2 separate regions of the Mus musculus genome follow, and region 2 is linked to region 1. Evidence: chromatin contacts called from public HiChIP or PLAC-seq data. All regions are on one chromosome and are shown on one strand. Each heading gives the region's core, a stretch centred on a gene start, on an enhancer-like site or on the middle of the called end of the contact. The rest is flanking DNA. Distances are from core to core; before and after follow the strand shown.

The links. HiChIP or PLAC-seq counts read pairs in DNA pulled down with a chosen protein or histone mark.
Region 2: a contact with region 1 is called in a FOXA1 HiChIP or PLAC-seq map of pancreatic cancer cells. The contact joins two enhancer-like sites. A contact is called at or near these places in 7 of 39 promoter capture datasets (the 3T3-L1 cell line, the HPC-7 cell line, the SN4741 cell line and 4 more), 1 of 115 datasets of contacts at active chromatin or transcription factors (pancreatic cancer cells) and 4 of 9 other capture datasets (adipose tissue, embryonic stem cells, liver and 1 more).

What each region holds. Positions count from the first base shown.
Region 1 is chr5:73,101,881-73,105,899 of GRCm38.p6, forward strand. It overlaps Fryl (FRY like transcription coactivator), which reads right to left. Exons shown (of 63, transcript NM_028194.2): 19 at 2,795-2,902. Among named protein-coding and RNA genes, the nearest start is that of 1700071G01Rik, 53 kb to the right of the region's middle. Within about 2 kb of position 1,936, at least 33 of the 459 cell types and tissues checked have an H3K27ac peak or open chromatin away from gene starts, as enhancers often do. A contact at or near this core is called in pancreatic cancer cells, where this site is marked.
Region 2 is chr5:73,278,530-73,282,548 of GRCm38.p6, forward strand. All of the region lies in intron 1 of 1700025M24Rik (RIKEN cDNA 1700025M24 gene), which reads right to left. Among named protein-coding and RNA genes, the nearest start is that of 1700025M24Rik, 3.6 kb to the right of the region's middle. Within about 2 kb of position 1,957, at least 61 of the 459 cell types and tissues checked have an H3K27ac peak or open chromatin away from gene starts, as enhancers often do. A contact at or near this core is called in pancreatic cancer cells, where this site is marked.

The DNA of each region.
Region 1 (4,019 bases), core at 686-3,185:
GCACTGCTATGAGCCCCTGTCTGTACTGGTCTATAGTTTAAATTCCATGGGTAACGCTCAGGAAAGTAAGTCTTGAATTTAATTGATAGGCTTTTGATTGGGAATACAGATGGTATCAGAAATCCACTGCAAATTCCTTCAGTCCTTAACACACTTTATAGTGCTCTCCAATAATCAATATAAAAATATGTCCAACCACACGGGATCTTAATATCAACTTACACTTATTTAGTTACGGAAGAGGTCATGACTAATGTCAACCATTTCTTAAAGGCATTTAAGGTTGTAGACGGAATATAAATAGCTCATTACAAAGGCAATATCAAGACGGAGTCAAAAGAAGTCATTCCTAAGGGTAGGAATGGGAGTAATATAAGAAAAAAGGGCTATGCCTTGAAAATAAAATGTGTCAACAGCCCACCAGGTCCGCGAAGTTATGATGAGCAAGGGGGATGGTATGTGGCTAAGAAGTGAGGTATCACAGTTTATCTCAGCTCTGGTCTTCACTATAAGCCAGCCTTCAACTGACAGAAACTAAAGAGACATCCGTTGTAGTGCGGCATAGGTTTTAGGAGCAAATAACACTAGTTATTTACACTGCCTTTATTTAAACCCATGACTGTCTAGATAGCTCGCGCCAAATCGGTGTGACTCAGGACATACGTGCCTTGTGCAGGGGAGAGAACAATGGGACCTTGCTAATTAAATTCAAGGGATTATTTTTCCCTTTATAGAGGTTTCTAAATTTACAACACGCCTTGTGTGGTTGTCTGCTATCTGGCTTCCCTTACTTTTGAGTAAGGAAGAGTTAGACACTGTAATTCCAAACCAACATATTCTAGATTCTTTCTGGCCATGGAAGTAAATTAATTTAAGATGGCAGCTGCAGGGAGAGGAGGGAAAGGAGGTAGCAATTAAACTGCCATTCACTGCTCCGAGGCTGGCTCCTTCCAGCCCCAGCATCCCTCGCCTTGAGCCTGTCAGGTGTGGCTTCATTCCTGGGGGAGGTGAGAGGGGTGATGTCAGAAATTTATCTTGCAGGATCATCTTCCGGAAAGATGTAGGTCAAGGGAGGCTGAGGTGGGACCAGTGAGGATGGATTTGACAGTAGCTGCTCACTGCTGTAAGGACGAACACTGTGGGTTAGCACTTCAGGTTCCTAGTAGGATGCCAGTTTTCTAATTCTGCACTGTTTATATTTTATCTATTGTATTTTGGAGACGGAGGTCTCAGTATATAACACAGTCTCCCCTCCAATTCTCAATTCTTCCTGCCTCTGACTCTTGAGCGCTGGGAGCCCACACAAGGTAAAGGTAAAGGACCAACTCCAATCCAAAGACGACCTCTGAACTTTACACTTGTGCCATGGCATGTGTCCCCCACCCATCATACACATGCACATATGGTAAGAAGAAATTAAAGTTTCTTTTTTAATTAAAAAAAAATTAAGCGAGAGCTGAGCCTTTTAGCACAAACATCAAACTGCAGGTACTTAAGAGACTGAGGCAGGAGGATTCCCAGGTTCAGGCCTGCCTGGCATACAGAGGGAAATCAAGGTCGACCTTGAGAGCATAGTGAGACCTTATTTCAAAATGAAGCATACACGTGTGCCTATACATAATGCAGCAGGATCCGCAGCTATGGAGGAGTCCTTGCCTAACATGCACAAACCTTTAGGTTCAACTCAGTGCCACAAACCAGCAATAAAGAGGCTGAGTGGGGAGAGAGAGAAGTTATGGAAAGTAGTTTCAAGCGAGCCCCTCGACTCCTCATAGTCGGGAGACAAATGCCACCGTCTCCGGGGTCCCAGCACCTGAGGGAGGCGCAAGGCTGTCTGGGAAGTGCCAGGTGTTCTCGCCCAGGGCTGGAACGAGCCACAGTGCTGCAGCAATCTGGTCACTATTTACACAAGATGGTGACTGCCCAGCAACCAGCAAACAAACCAGTCACTGTGTTTGGTTTTCCACTAGGGTGTGGCTGGCCAACTGTGGCTCTGGGCAGGCTCCAGGCAGATGCCCAGTCATGTTCAGTCCTGCAATATGGTCTGGCTGCTTCTGTAATGCCACAGTGGGAATGCAGACATGACACACACTGAGGCAGTGGGTCTCAACCTTCTTAATACTATTATTACCCTTTAATACAGCTCCTCATATGGTAGCGACCCCCCAACCACTGCCACTTCACAAAGTGTGATTATGCTAGTTATGAATTGTAATGTAAATACCTGTGTTTTCTGATGGTCTCAGGTCACCCCTGTGAAAGGGTTTTTCGACACCCGGTACCCCCAAAGGTTGAGAACCTCCGGATTATAGCACAATCAGCAAAACCACGAAATATTTACTGTCTGGTCTTCCATGGAGAAGCTGACCCCCTAACTGCATGGTCCCCAGGGGCACCCACACAGCAGAGCCTCAGCAGGCTTAGAATTAGGCTGGGAGACTTCACTTAAGTGTGGTTGCCATGGTATTTATCTACTTTATAGAGCTAATGGAGGAAGAAGAGGAGAAAACGCTTGGAGGCACCGGGCTCTCCTGCAGCAGAAAAAGCTAACTGGGCCGTGGTCACTACTCAGGATGCTGAAACCTCACTGAGCACCACGTAAGGGATGTTTGTCACGTAAACCCAGTGAACTGACAGTGAACTGGGAAATGGGGCTGAGAGGGGGACTTGGGAGGAAGTTAGAAGTTAAAAATTTGAGAGGGGGTTAATAAAAGATGAGAACGAAGAGAGCAAATCAGATGGCTCGAAGCTGTGCCTGCTGTGACCACAGAGAGTCAGGAATAATGCCACTCACCTTGCTAACAGCTCAATGAGGTCCGTTCTGCTCATACCATCGGGAATCAACCTTGGAATTGCAGCAATGCAGGTTCTAAACAAATCGATTTTGGGTTTTCTTTCCCCCCTGAAAAATGTATCACAACAAACAGAAAACAGAATAAGAAGCGTATCATGTGGGGTAGAAAGATCCATTTTACAAAAATGTTACAGAAGGCGGGAGCACAGTTCTAAGGTCCAATAAAAAAAGGGGGCACAAGCTGGAGAGATGGCTCAGTGGTTAAGAGAACTGACTGCTCTTCCAGAGGTCCTGAGTTCAAATCCCAGCAACCACATGAAGGCTCACAACCATCTGTAATGAGATCTGATGCCCTTTTCTGGTGTGTCTGAAGACAGCTACAGTGTACTTACATATAATAAATAAATAGATAGATAGATAGATAGATAGATAGATAGATAGATAGATAGATAAATCTTTAAAAAAAGGAGGGGCACAAGCAAATACACACACAGACCTAGCAGCTAGCTACCATCCATAAACAACGGAAAGGACGGAGACCATTCAGGAAGATGAGGGCTAGTAACTGACCTCACTAATTAGGAAACATGTATAATAACTTTATAATTTTAAATACTTAAAAAGTTCTATCCACTTTTATATTTAAAAAGAACTTAGTTATTCACAAACACCACTAAATACCAGTTACTATCAGGAATAGCTGTGTGATGGTGAATGTGGCTTGCTAACTTCATAGGCCCTAGCATCAATCACACAGGGTGCAAACCTCTGGCCACGCCTTGAGGGGTTCCCTACACTGGATCGAGGTAGGAAGTCCCATTGTGAAGGTAGGAGACATTATTCCAGGGTCTGGTCGATATCAAAGAGAGAAAGCTAGCAGAGCCGAAACATTCATTGCTCTCTGTGTCGTGAGCACGACGTGACTGACTGACTGCCTCAAGGCCCCGCCGCCATGACCTCGCTCCACACAAGGATGGAGCTACGGACTCAAATCAATCTTTCTTCCTCGAGCTGTTGTGGTTCAGGTATTTTGTCACATGGCAATAAGTAAGTAGTAAAAATAGTGTTGATGCTAAAAATATCTGAAATGGTAAGAGTTTTACAGTCAGATGTTCTTATAGATGAGGGTGCATATTGACTGTTCTTGTGATACACACCTGTATCTGTTTAGATTTTATACAATTACAATGCACTGATGCTTTAAGACTTAGTCCCTCCTGAGAGA
Region 2 (4,019 bases), core at 707-3,206, 180 kb after region 1:
ATGAGATTCTTCAGTCTCTTGGCCTTGTTTGCTCTGCTGCGGTCTATAAAGCTTCGACCTGATGGAATTCACTGTGGCGGACACTGAAGAGAAGGTGGGTTTCAGTCTTCATTATTAGCTTCCGCTTTGTTATTTCATTTCCTCGAAACCTATAGAGATGGGCAGGCAGCATAGTGTCATAGCCTTGCTGGCCACTGGGCTCTCTCTACCTCTGCTGTGGGTGGTATGACAGAAGAGAGAGAACTGACTTTGCCTAGGTCAGTGACATTCTCATGGGTGTCTCAGTCTATAGATAATTGCTTATAGTCATCAAGGACTCATTCCCTGGGGAAAGTTTTCCTCCAGTGTTTAGAGGCACAAGCTGTGGCTCCCAGGCCCATCCTCACCCTGGGACTACGATTGCTTCTTTCCCTAGAAATCCTCATTTGAGATGAAAAAGCTCCAGCCTACAGATGACATTTCCCCCCCTGCACACCAGCAGTCAAACGAGATGTGATGACGGCTCTGTCCCTAAAAGACCAAAGTTACTGTGTATAAAAAGAAGTCTCACAATCGAAGTTTGTTAAACGTGTTGAATTCCCCGATTTAAAAAAGCAAGTATAAAAATAACCGTGTGTGCGTATTATTTTCTTCTGCACAGTTGCCATCAGAATTCCCAGCATCGCTGTCAAACACGTAGTAACATTCTCGTTTTGTCCGAATATAGTTTAAAAAATACAAAGCAGCCAGTAGAGATGAAATTAGCAACAGCTTCGAAAAACAAAACACAAAGGAGAGAAAACATACAGGCTACAAGGTGATTAGCCAACAGGGCACTGGGCTGGATAAACATTAGGAGGAGGAGGGTTCAAAGAACTGAAACTTGTCTCAACAAGCTTAGTGCTATACCGAGACACTAAGGGCTCTGCGCCTCCCCAACCTTTTAACACATGTTTATAACGCAGAACGGCATCAGGAACAACGGCTGTTTTACTTCACCCTTGCTGGCTCAAGGTGTGACCCATCTGACTGAAGTTTAGAATGCCCAGATCTTTCCACTTGAAAACTGACCAGCTCCTGGAGTCTTGTCCCAACACAAGGTTCGGGCAGGTGGCAGAAGCAGTCAGTCTCAAAAAAAAAAAGTGCTCTTGTTGTCATGACAGTAATGTCAGGCCATAATGAAGGCTGAATTCAAGGCACAATGGGAAGACAGCTGCAGGACAGGCTTTGATGAAGAGGACTTGAAGGAAAGGTTTCTGCTAAGATGAAAACGCACAGCTCCTGAATGCTCTGCCTTTTCTGTGCCTGTGACCCCACCTAAGCATGTTGTGTGGACTTGTCTCCCTTGAGAAAAGCCTCTCCTTTCTTCATTTTTTTTCCCCTCCTCAAGTCTTTCCCAAGACTGCTGCCAAAACCAACTTCCTCTGTTGCCATTCTAACAATGTCACTCCCTTCTGAAAATTCCCTTTAATGGCCTCTGCTGCTCTTTGTGCTGGAAGCAGCCTTCTTGCCCTGCCTTCAGGGCAAACACAGTTCCTAGCCGGATTTATTTAGGGCTGTCTGTTGCCCATTTTTGCAGATCCACAGGCCATTTCCCTCTCTGTGTACACAGATTGTCTCCCCCCCACCCCCAGCTTCTTCACTTCTTTGTGCTATTGATGGTTCAGTCATAAATATTTTATTCAGTTTTGGTCAATAGGAATTCTTGGTATTTTTAATACCTTTTCTCCTTCATTCCTTCCCACCCCCACACAAATAATAATAATGATAATAATAATAATAGTACACATGTGACTCTGGAGTTGTCTTATTTATATTTTCCCTGAATTGTGGTTATTTTTAAAGAGCTACCCAAATAGCCATCACATTTACACTTTCTGTCTAGTAAAAGCTGAACAATATCAAAACCAAAATACTCCTAAAGAGCAAAAATAATACTGTGGAATTTCCCTAAGGAATGGAAAGCCTTCAGAATGAGTCACAGGAAAAACATCTAGTATTATTATCACGGGCAGCTTCTAGGAAAAGGTCCCCATGCTCTGAACAGCAGCGAAGCAAAGCAATCGAGGGCTCTTTGTTTTGTTTCAGTTCAGTTTGTTCATCTTGCTTTGCTTTTTGGGGCCGGGTCTTACTTTGTAGCATAGACTTTGAGCTCATTTTATTGCCCAGTGCAGGCCTTGAACCTGTGACCCCGTGCCGCTGGGGGGTGCTTGGTTTACTAGTATTTGCCACCACACCCACTTCTCTCTCTAGTTCCCCTTTTACATTTTGTTGTTAACATAAAGATGCAATAGATCTCACCATAGTCTTTTCATTTATATGTGCCCTCATACTCCATTCTTATTTGTTCTCCTCCCCCCCTTGCCCACCTGCCCCCTCTTTCTTCTCACTTTCCTTCCCCCCAAGTAACCCCCTTTTCTCTCATGGTCCCTCCAACACCCCACTTTAAGAGCAAGCTCGGTTATTTGCAAATTTTGTGATTTTTTTCTCGTTCTTTAATCTCCTTAAACATGATCTTGTTTGGAAAGAGGCAACAACCGGTAGCATTCATAAAGATGAAAGTGCAAGCTGCATACAGGACATTGTCATTTCTTGTTTAAAATGTCCTGTTGGTCTGAGTGCATTCTCAGCCTTTCCCCTGTTCCATACGCGGTAGTTTTGATTGAGGAATTAGAAATGTCTCTCATAGGTTCGGTCGCTTGAACACTTGGTCCCCATTTGGCAGTGCTATTTGGGGATGTGGTACGGCCTTGCTGGAAGAAGTATGCCACTGGGAACGTGTTGGCTTTGAGAGTTCATAGCCTCACCCGACTTCTAGCTTGCTCTTTCTGTTTCATGTTTAAAGTTAAGGATGTGACCCCCTAGCTTCATGCTTGGCTACCTGTACCTATGCTTCCTGACACTTACAGACTCCCCCTCTGGAGCCATAAGCCAAACGAACTCTTCCATAAATTGCTTTTGGCTACTGTGTTATTCAGGGTTCTGTAGAGGAAAAGAACTCATAGACTCTACATAAGTATTAAGAAGGTTTATCAAAGTGGCTTACAGGATATGGTCTGGCTAATCCAAAAGTGGCTGTCGACTAACAGAAAGGCCAAAAATCCAGTAGATACCAGTTCCTGAAACTTGTTGTCTCAGCTAGTCTTCAGTCTGTGTTGAGACCCAAAGGACAGAGGTTCTAGTCCCAGTTAAGGGATTCCCCAGTGGCAGCAGAGATGAGCTTGCCCTCCAAAGTATGCACAAGCTAGCAGGTATCCTTTTCTGTGGGCTGCCACCAGAAGGTCTGGCCCAGATTGGGGGCGGGTCTTCGACCTCAAATGATCCAATCAAAAATAATCCCTCCCAGCTGCTAAGGTTTTATTTGATGGAAGATGTGGTCAGTTGACAAATTAACCAATCACCGTCGCCATTTTCACCACAGCAGCAGAAAAGTAACTAACTGCGCCACGTGCTAAAATCGTTTGTTAATTGTGTGGGGTGTGTGGGGTGCGTGAGCCATGGTATATTCATGAAAGTCAGGGAACCACTCTTCACGAGTCTCTTTTCACCTTGCGTTAAGGGACGGTCTCCTGTTTCCGCTACTGAGCCGCGTAGTCCGGGCCAGCAGGCCTACAGGCTTCAGGTGATTCTTCTGGCTCCACCTCCCATTTCATTACAGGAGTTCTAGGATCACAAATCACACTCTGTATGTGGGGTCTAGGGATTGGACCCAGGTCATCAGGCTTACATGACAAGCATTTTACCCACTGAGCCCTCTCTGGCTCTCATGCATTCTATCTGGTGACAAATCTGGTAGTGTAGGTACACAGTGCCCTTTTCAATGTGAAATGGCTAAGACACTCAGAGATCTTGAACATTGTGGTGGTTTGAATAGGTTTGACTCCCAGAGATTCATGTGTTTGAATCCTTGGCCCATAGGGAATGTCACGTTTAGGAAGTGTGGCTTTCTTAAAGGAAGTGTGTCACTGTGGGGGTGGGCTTTGAGGTCTCCTATGCTCAAGCTCTGCCACTGTAGAGTCTAGTCCCCTCCTGGCTGCCTT